Regions from separate parts of the Sus scrofa genome. Here all the other regions are linked to region 1. The links are chromatin contacts, called in public HiChIP or PLAC-seq maps. All regions are on one chromosome and are shown on one strand. The core of a region is the stretch at or near the end of the contact, and the rest is flanking DNA. Distances in the headings are between cores, read along the strand shown. Region 1 has its middle 160 kb from the start of TOMM20. Region 2 has its middle 15 kb from the start of IRF2BP2. Region 3 has its middle 46 kb from the start of TARBP1.

Region 1 (3,526 bases), core at 887-3,386:
GCCTTGTCTGTGACCTACGCCACAGCTCATGGCAATGCTGGATCTTTAACCCACAGAGCGAGGCCAGGGATCAAACCTGCGTCCTCATGGACACTAGTCAGGTTCGTTTCTGCTGATTCATGACGGGAACTCCCACAACCTTTTCACTCTCCTTTTCTTCTCATCTCATCATGTTTCTTTCTGGTTTGTCGGAATGGTAGTCAGCTGTCAGCAAGCATGAAAAGGCCGCCGTGCTGGTGGGAAGGCCCCAGTATCTGTGTGGGGGAATATCTTATCTACTACCATCAGTAGGAACGGGCAGTGAAAGCCCGGCTGAGGGGCTAAGAAGAGCTTTTCTGTAGTCATGTTGGTCCCAAGAGCAGATCCTACATTTCCAAAGCTTGGGGGCTTGCCTCCTGGAGGCTTGGTTGGCCAGACAGTGGGGTAAAATGCCCAGCTCAGCTGCTGAGCCAGGCCAGACCCCCCATCCCACCCCAGGCCAAATCTCCTTACCGTCAGGGACCTGCACTGGGGATGCCAAGTAGACCTCCAGGGAATGGAAACCCAACCCCACTCAACTCCCAGTGGTGAAGCCCCCAGAGAAGCCAAAATATGGCAGAGTCATCATGCCACAGACTGGTCCCCGGATGATGTGAAAGTCATCCCAAATAGGGGCAGGTGACCCAGCCTGGTTGGGAGCCCAGCGCCCCAGTGCCTGCTGTCGTAAACATCTTCACTGTGAGGGCCGGCGACACTGGCATCTCCCAGCCTGGGAAGAAGCCTTGTCAGCAGAACCTGGTCAGGCAAAGGAAGGTGGTGTATGTGTGTTGGGGGCTGATGCCCTCTGGGGGCATCGAACCTGTGATGTGGAGGGTGTGAGCCAGGATGGCCCTGGTTGGCCTCTGCAGCATGGATGAGCTAGGTAGGTGCTGGGTGGGCACCAGCCAGGCCAGGATGGCTGCAGTCCCACCTGTGGGCTGTGGGGCAGAGCTGGTGGGTCAGACTGTGAGGGCACATGGGCCATAGCCCCACCGGCCAGTGTCCCCCGCTGCCCAGACCCTGCACCAACATGCAGGGCCTGCTGAAGATTTAGTTCCCTGTTCGCAAGTTTCCTTGAGATCTGAGGAAACAAGAACTTGAACTTGGAGTTCAACACACCCTAGGGAAAGCCACCCTGCCCCTTGGGGCTGGGGGAGGGGCAGGCAGGCCACCACTTGTGGGCGGGGAAGGTTGGCACCACAGTCCTAGGGGCCCCCACGCATCGCAGATTCGCAGACGTGTTGGGTCTCCTGTGACAAATATCTGAACGGTAGTGTTTTGAGGAAGGGGAAACTTTTTCTGTATTTGAAAATGAGCTGGAGAGGGGCCTTGAGGGAGGACAGGAAAGAGTCACCTCAATGCCTTAGAATCCTGACCCTTTGTCGCCCTGTAAAGGGAGAAGAGGCACAGGCAGTGAGGGACGTGGGGCTTTGGGGAGGGGAGAGATTGTGGCCGGGGTGTGGGGGACGGTTACGGGGGAGGGGTGCACTTGAACTGGGTTTTGAAGAGCAGCTGGGTGAGCAGATTAGAGGGAGAGGAAGGTCCAGGCGGGGTTAAGACACAGATGAAGGGGTGAGGGAAGAGCTACCCAAGGAGTGTATGAGGACGTCCCCGACTTTGGGTTGGAGAATCTTAGTGGTTGGGGCCAGGTGGGGAGTCCCTGAAGGCCAGCTTGAGCCGAGGTCGCTGGGTGTTGGGTGCTGGCAGAGGGCAGCTTCGAAAGGGGGGTGCCATTCTGGGATGATCCCACTTCAACACGGGCCTGGCAGGCAGGTGACAGTGGGCATGAGAGGGAGGGCATCTGATGGAGGAGGTTCTCTGGGGGAGACCCAGCAGGAGTCTGGGGCTGGAGGCTGGTCAGACTGGGGCTGGAATTGGGGGGGCGCAGAGGGGAGCTGTTGGAGGTGGGGGGACCTTGGGTGATGACACCCAGTAGACAGCGGGTGTCAGGCCCTTGGAGGACAGCTGAGCAGTCAGGGCCATGAGTGGGGGGTGTCCAGGGGGCACCCTGCCCCAGGGCAAGACTGGCAAGGAAGGCCCCTGGGGAGGGGCAGCTGGGGAAAGCCCACCGTAGGTCACTTCACACGCACACAAAACATTTTTCAGATTTGAAGTGTGTGCACAACTCTGACCTTGTGGAAGGGGGTGGTGATTTCTCATTGTTCTGTGATGTTGGTTTCAGTTTTGTAATGAGTGTTCCTGAAAAAAAAAGAAAAAAAAAAAAAAACAACAAAAAAAACCAACAACTAGCACAATGAACACCCAAAGCCCTTTTGAAGTAGCAGAATGGAAAATAGAACTCTGAAGAAGCAGCGGCTTCCTTTACATCCCCGGGGGGGCCAAGTCTCTCTCTCAGGGTTGTGGAGGGACCTTGAACTCCGCATGTCCCCCACGTGCCCTGACATCTAGCGGGGCTGCACATCTGCGTGGAGAGGTTCCACGCAGCTCCGGTGATTTACACTTCTGTCATCACAGACTTGTCACAGGCTCTGGGACGGTGATTTTGGGGGTGCAGCCCCCTGGCCACAGCTGTGTTTCTGGGCTGATGAGTCAAGATGACTGGGCTGATGGCGGATGGGATGGTGTCTTTTTATATTTTTGGTATGAAGTCTCTTCCAAGTAAATGAAGAGGCTACTTTTGAAAACACCGCCGTGGGAGGAACGGGTGCAGGCGGGTTTGCTCTGGGTGCTGGGGTTTCTCTGCATCCAGCCATCGTTTTCATGTGCTCTCTGGTTCCCCTCAGCAGCCTTCTCCTCCACCCCCCCAACACACGATAATTGTGAGAACAATGAAAATCATCAGCCGTGGACACCCCACACCCTCCCCTGAGTTCTTCCGAAGTACCCCAGAAATCAATAAGTTAGGATAGAGAAAATGACATTTGGCTCTGTCTGGGCTGTCCTGTCTGTGTGCTACTGCTGCTGGGGTGTTGAATGGAAATTCTGAAGTCCTCCCTAACCCCGTCAACTTAGACTGTGCTTCCTGCTTTCCTGTTAGTGCCTACTCTCACCCTGACCGTTCTGACACTGTGACTTACAGATCAACTTTTTTTTTTTTTTTAAACCACAGTTTTAAAAAGCCACACACACACACATACTCACGGGGGGGAAAAACATACAAAACAAAAAACCCTGTTTAAGAGCTGACTAAGGAGTTCCTGTTGTGGCTCAGTGGTAATGAACCCAACTACTATCCATGAAGACTTGGGTTTGATCCCTGGCCTCGCTCAGTGGGTTAAGGATCTGGCTTTGCTGTGAACTGTGGTATAGGTTGCAGATGAGGTTCAGATCCAGAGTTGCCATGGCTGTGGTGTAGGAGGGCAGCTGCAGCTCCCATTCAACCCTTAGCCTGGGAGCCTCTGTATGCTGTGAGCGTGGCCCTAAAAAGACAAAAAAGGAAAGAAAGAAGAAAGAAAAAGAAAGAAAGAAAGAGAGAGAGAGAGAAGGAAAGAAAGAAGGAAGGAAAAAAGAAAGAAAAAAGGAAGAAAGAAAGAAAGAAAGAAAGAAG
Region 2 (3,177 bases), core at 245-2,744, 260 kb after region 1:
GGAAAGGCCTAGTGGACAGTTCAAAGTTAGAGCTGGACAGGAGGATAGAGGGGAAGTGATTTGAAAGTCGTATACAGACAGTGACCACAAGCAATGAAGTGGATGGGGCCTCTGAGGGGTCAGTGCACATAGAGAGAACCAGAACACCAAGGACTAAGTCTTAGACAGTGTATAAATTTAAAATATGAAAGTATTCCCAGAATACTTATAATGAACATATAAACCTAAACAAAATCCATTGTCATTACAAGGGCTGCGTTATGACTTCCGTGGTTCCTGGAAATGCTGTGGGCATTAAGGAAAAAACATGTAAAAATTATATCCTACAACTGCAATGGCATAAACACAAATACAACCTACACTGAATTAACTATTCCATTATTTTCTCCCTTCTGACTTTAAAAGAAATTAAGATTAAAATGTTTTCGTGGGTCCCTAAAAGCATCATGAAACCTACTGTGCCTAACCATGTGAATAATCTGAAATAACGGGAAAATTTTTAAAAATCATGTACAGTTGACTTCAGAAAATGTATGTGTGTGTGTTGCTAAAGGAAGGTCAGTCTCTAATTTTAAAGTTATAAGGAAACAGTTCAATCAACCTTGATTCCCATAGGTATATAAACTGTGTTCCCTTGAAGTGACCCTGAACTGAGGTGTGTGACTGGGGAGAGTCAGGGGGAAACTGGACCAATGTTTATCGTATTTTACTGTATTTGAGACAGAAACTTGATTTATTTATTTTTGGCCATGCCTATGGCATGTGGAAGTTCCCAGGCCAGGGATCAAACCCATGCCACAGCAACAACCTGAATCACAGCAGTGAGAGCCCTTGATTCCCAACACTTGATCCTTAACTGCTAGGCCACCAGGGAACTCCCAGAAACTATCTTTTAAATGCCTATTCTGGGGTTCTTTTTTTAACTTTTTTTTTATTTATTACATTTGTAGTTGTACAATGATCATCACAATCCAATTTTATAGGATTTCCATCCTACAACCCCAGCGCATCCTCTCACCCCCCAAACTGTCTCCTTTGGAGACCCTAAGTTTTTCAAAGTCTGTGAGTCAGTATCTGCTCTGCAAAGAAGTTCAGTCTGTCCTTTTTTCAGATTCTGGGGTTCCACCTCTCAGAGAATATGATTCCTTTGTTAAAATGCATCTGGTACAACCCAAAAAGAGTTGTTTTCAAAAGAATTGTGTGTGGGTTTTATATTTGGGGGGCTTAATTCTTAAGTCTGTTTTCTGAATAAAAAATTTAGACCTTAAAAATGTCCATCAAAAAAAAAAAATTGGAAACATAAAACAGGTTCAACTTAACTATGAAGAATTTCCAAGCCTCAAATAAAGAAAAGGATGGATACGTCTGGTGATCTTGAAGGGTTTATTTCACTGTAGCAGAGATTCCAGGAAGAGCAAGGGGTCAAATATCAGGAAAATAACACAAAGGGACAGAGATGAGGAAGCACTTGAATGCCAAAGTTCAAGGCAGTTTATTGAGCATATACTGTGTACTGAGCACTGAAAACTTCAGCCTGGAGTCCAGCAGGGGGTGGAGAGTGGGCAGAGGGCAGATAAAACACACGCATAGGGGCTTCTTAAGTTCTTAACCTCTTTAAATGCAGCAGGTCCAGGATATTACTTTAAGAGCCAAAGTGAGGAAAAATTTAAGGAGTGATAGTGGTAGATGACTCAGAAAGGATTAGCGATAAGACTCTCTTAGACTTGGTCAAAATGAGGTCACTGGCAGCTTTGGTTGATAACTACTTCCCGGAGTGGTGGGTGTGAAGGGATGCAAGTAGCTGGGGTTGTTCCTGAAGTAGGATCCTGAAGTCTGGCCACAGGAGGTAGGACTGTTTGGTTCAAAAGGAGCTCCTGCTGCTTCAGCCTAGTGTGGAAACACCTAACATAACAAAAGCCAGTGTTGATGGAGGGCTTTCCTCTGGGCCTTACACTGTTCAAGGTACTTGACATGTTCCATTTAATCCTCTTAGAACCTCTGCAGGAAGCACGTTTTTAAACCCACCTCTCAGGTAAGGAAATTGAGGCACAGAAAGTTTAAGTAACTTGTCCAGGATCACACAGCTCCTAAAAGTGGCAGAACCAGAATGAGAGCCCCGGCTCTCTGACTCCAGCCCTGCGCTCTTATATTGCTGGGTGATATTTACCCACAGTGAGTGGTCTCTGGGCATGTCAGTAAAGCTCACATTTATCTGTCACTTGCCATTGTATCCATTTATAGAAGCAAGCGGGGTACAGAAGAGCAACTTGCCTGTGTTCACACAGTGATACGGCAGCAGAGGCAGAACCTGCACCCGTTGCAGAGCATGAGTTACTCTCCCACGACTTCAGGGGCTGTAGTCAGGAATGGGGAGCTCTGAGCATCATGTGAAATAGAGCCAGGTGGCTGGGGGAAGGGGTTGGGGGAGCGGGGACTCTGCATCCATTAAAAAGAATAAGCATTTGGCTTGTCTCCAGCCCATATCTGTCTCTGCATCCCCGATGCCACCCAGAGAGGAAAGCTTTACTTGAGAAGAAATGACTTTTTCTCCCTCTGGAAGTTCAGCAAGTGCTGTGGTCTGAAAGCCTTTTCCCATTAGGCCCAGTAGACTCCCCTCTTTGTCCAGATGGATGGGAAGCTCATTCTGAATCAATAACATACCACCTAACATTATTAAAAAATATATACTTGAATAATAATTATATATAATGATACGGTATTATACTAATAATATATGTATACAGAGACATACATACATAAACGGTCATCTTGGTTTTTGCTTTGAGTTCCTAAGAGGAAAAACACAACCTAAGCATAAAGGGCTGTAATTTGTAATTGGCTTCTTTTTTATCATAAGTTAATGACATTGCTTTATCAGCATGGAGTGTGTGTAACTGACCTATTGGCCTTTCTCTGTCCAGTAATGAAAATACGTGCTTGGAAATGTGTGTACATAGACAAAGAGAAAACTAGAAAGATAATTGTTATAATGATTGGGTAATAAAGTTAGGCCCCGATTTTCGTGACTACAGTAATTATTGCTTCTAAGCTTAAGGAAAATGGTGGTAAAACATCCATCAGAAAAGTTGGAAGGGAGACAATTATTACCTGCTGAAAAAAAATCATAGTGCCAGCTTTTGCCTACACTATGGATGCCAGAGATGAGAATAAAAAGTG
Region 3 (3,335 bases), core at 764-3,263, 350 kb after region 1:
TCTTGGCGATTGTGGCTAGTGCTGCAACGAACAGTGGTTATCAAAGCAGACAGGGGAGGGGAGGAAGGGGTGGACTGGGGATTTGGGATTGGCATAGGCACCCTGTGGTATATGGAATGATTGGCCAACGAGGACCTGCTGTATAGCACAGAGAACTCTAACCAATACACTGTGATCGTCTATGTGGGGAAAGTATCTGAAAGAGAATGGAGGGGTGTACATGTATCACTGAATCACTTTGCTGTACAGCAGAAATGATCACAAACTTGTAAATCCACTCTACTTCAACAAAGCTTTAAAATAAACTCAAACAAAAAATAACGCCACTATCTCCACTGGTGTTCATCCTTCCCTCTCACTCCCAACCCAATTTTATGATCGTTATTATTTATACTCTGAAAATCTGGGAATCAAAAATGCTTTTGTTGTTGGTCTGCTCTGAAAGACGACAGAGTTCCCTTCCCTCGGAGTATAACCTAGTAAAGAAAGAGAATATGCATAATTGAAGTGAGTTTTTAAAATGGGTTCTTCTTTATCACTCTTGGACAGTTAAAATTGCCATGCTTGAGGAAGAAAATGCAAAGTGGCCCCACAGCGCATTACGGAGGACACTTGACATACGCATTCAATCCAAGCCTGATGAAAATTTGCATAATTCTTCTTCTCCTTATTTATTCTAAAATAATTGAAAAGCAGTGGTCTTGAAGACAGAAATTTTTGAAAAGCAATATTTCACGCATAGGTTTAAAAGGAATCAGCCCATTTGTTCAATAATGAAAAAAATCATTATTTTCACATTCCCACCTAATGTCTTCTGTTTTCTTCCATCCTCATTTAGCTCAACTGGGAATTAGGCACATCTTAGTTATGCTAAAAAAACACACAAAAAACTAATATCATGAAATAGTAGTATCTTTCATCAACAATAGGACTTACTCTACAGAAAAGACCCTGACTATGTCAGGTGTGGCTTAGATTTGTTTTTTGTTTGTTTGTTTGGGGCTGCACTTGCAGCACATGGAGGTCCCCAGGCCAGGGGTCTAATCTGAGCTGTAGCTGCCGGCCTACACCACAGCCACAGCAACCCCAGATCGGAGCCGCATCTGCAACCTACACCACAGCTCATGGCAATGCCGGATCCTTAACCCACTGAGCGAGGCCAGGGATCGAACATGTGTCCTCATGGATGCTAGTCAGATTCGGTTCCACCGAGCCACAACAGGAACTGCCAGATTTGTATTGGACCTTCATTTCTTTTCCTTCCCCATTTTTGGCACAATGTATAGGTTTGAGCACACTGGAATCCGGAGTTCTCTTTCTGTGTATACGTATTTTTTCCTTTACTATCTTCTATAAAAGGAGCCTGCTATTGATTGCAGCTGACTGTGCCGCTTGAGTTGATATCCAAGCGACGCTAACCCAGATAGGGATTAGCATGACATCAGCCGTCAGGCGAGGGAGCCTGGCGGAGCGCCAGCCTGTAAAAACGGAACACGTTTGCGTCACCGTTCCCTTGGTAATGCTTCTTGGAGCCTTGTCAGCTGTCCCCTGAGGTTGTTTCCTTAATATGTCAACAGACATTCCTGAATCTTTAATGCTGAATAGCTCTTTTCCTTTTCCAAAAACACTTAGGTGACCAAGCAGCTGGGACATTCTGTTGGCGTGATCTTTTAAAATGCAATTTCTTTCATGAAATAGGTGTTTTGTTCGAAACATTCTAGGGGATTTAAAGAGGTTTCGATTTCTGCTTCTCGGTGTTAGAAGACCTGTTTTTTGAACAAACGGGGCAGCTGGTTTCAGGCTGGGCGCTGCTTCTCTGCTTTTATCTTCTTTGGGAAAAGCCCTGATTCCCTCTGCAGCTTCTCCAAACCATCCAATTATCCTGTTCCAGTGTGACATTTCACAGGGCACAGTGGCTGGTTGAAAGACCCGGCTGGAATTTGCCCCCATGTATGATTCGCCCTCTGACCTTGCTCTGAGAAAGTCTGCGGGTGAGACGGAAGAACACGTGGGCAGTGACCTTGAGTGTTGTTCCCTCCTTACCCCCAGCCACAGATAAGAAAGATTTGTCACCCGTTACCCACGTGATAGCTATTTCCTCATTTTCCCGAGGTCTTTATTTGCTGTTCTGGTAACTTGATCTCCACTTTCATCTTGAAATCTTTTACTTTGAAGAGTCCCATAGCCAAAGCTAACATCCCTTCCTTCTCTTTCCGAAAGTAAACATAGCTCCTTGAAGTTGAGTGACTTCCCACTGCACAATAACCTTCCAGACTGTTGTGCAGTTGCTATAGCAGTTAATCTCCGTCAATAGTTCGAACATCGTAAATTTGGAGAGAAGTCATTTGGTGTGGGGTTGGGGGGTAGGGTGGGAGGTAGGTTATGAAATTAAATTAATCGCAAGTGACTTTGAGGGAGGATTTGGGGGGGAAGCCACTTCTGCCTGCCTGAGCATCAGACCCAATGCAGAGGGGCGCCTTTCACCACCAGCTGGTGGGGGGTCGCGGGTTTTTTCCGGCGGAAATACGCCAAGAGCACTGAGAGTCTGCTGCCCCGGGCTCTGCCTCTGGGCGGGGGCTGCTAAGAGCTCTGCTTCCTCCTCTGCCAGCTGACGGAACAATCCCCCTTCTGTCCTGCCGTTCCTGTTCCCTTGGTGTCCGGCCTCCTGGGAGCCCCGCCATCATCCCCACTGAAGAAGGTCCCCGCTGGTTCACCGGAGGAGAAGGGAATTGGGGCTGCCCAGAAGGGGAGAGGTGTAGAATCCCTGGGTTTTAGAACTGAAAAGAATTTTTAGAGACTTAGTGAAACCCAAGATCATCATTTGTTTTAAGAATGAGAAATCCGAGGCCCAGAGAAGCTGAATGAGTTTGCTGGTGTGGCCAAGTTGGTGTCAGGCCTAGGAGGAGAATAGGTCTCTCTCCCTGGCCTGAGCCTATCTCAGCATAGCTGCCTGCTCTCCTTCAGGGGAAGGGCCAGGTGGGGCAGAAGCTGGTCTTCTTTGTGCGGTCAGTGCGCTTTCCAGTGGAGTGTGATGCTCGAGGACCACTGAGACTGTGGGCAGCCTGGTTCTGAGCATAAGGATGAAGTTCAACTCAGGAGAGGAGGGGGAGGGGCACCTGGACACATCTCACTTCTCCTGGCTTTGCTGGGTGCCCACAGGAGAGCCTGTCTGCCCTCCACCTGGACTGGCCCGGCACGCAAGACCCAGACTGCACTTATCCCCTGGCAGGACTGGAGAGGCAGCACAGGAAGCCCAGCGGTCACTGCGGGGCCAAAGGCAGAGAACCTGAACAGCTCTGGGGCAGCCTTGAACTAGACTCTTGCTCCTTTAGCCT

Evidence for each region. HiChIP or PLAC-seq counts read pairs in DNA pulled down with a chosen protein or histone mark.
Region 2: an H3K27ac HiChIP or PLAC-seq map of alveolar macrophages shows a contact between it and region 1. The contact joins two enhancer-like sites.
Region 3: an H3K27ac HiChIP or PLAC-seq map of alveolar macrophages shows a contact between it and region 1. The contact joins two enhancer-like sites. A contact is called at or near these places in 1 of 47 Hi-C or Micro-C datasets (liver) and 2 of 2 datasets of contacts at active chromatin or transcription factors (alveolar macrophages and skeletal muscle).

What each region holds. Positions count from the first base shown.
Region 1 is chr14:56,272,540-56,276,065 of Sscrofa11.1, forward strand. No RefSeq gene overlaps it. Among named protein-coding and RNA genes, the nearest start is that of TOMM20, 160 kb to the left of the region's middle. Within about 2 kb of position 2,137, at least 29 of the 83 cell types and tissues checked have an H3K27ac peak or open chromatin away from gene starts, as enhancers often do. A contact at or near this core is called in alveolar macrophages and liver, where this site is marked.
Region 2 is chr14:56,529,402-56,532,578 of Sscrofa11.1, forward strand. No RefSeq gene overlaps it. Among named protein-coding and RNA genes, the nearest start is that of IRF2BP2, 15 kb to the right of the region's middle. Within about 2 kb of position 1,495, at least 14 of the 83 cell types and tissues checked have an H3K27ac peak or open chromatin away from gene starts, as enhancers often do. A contact at or near this core is called in alveolar macrophages, where this site is marked.
Region 3 is chr14:56,622,023-56,625,357 of Sscrofa11.1, forward strand. No RefSeq gene overlaps it. Among named protein-coding and RNA genes, the nearest start is that of TARBP1, 46 kb to the right of the region's middle. Within about 2 kb of position 2,014, at least 70 of the 83 cell types and tissues checked have an H3K27ac peak or open chromatin away from gene starts, as enhancers often do. A contact at or near this core is called in alveolar macrophages and liver, where this site is marked.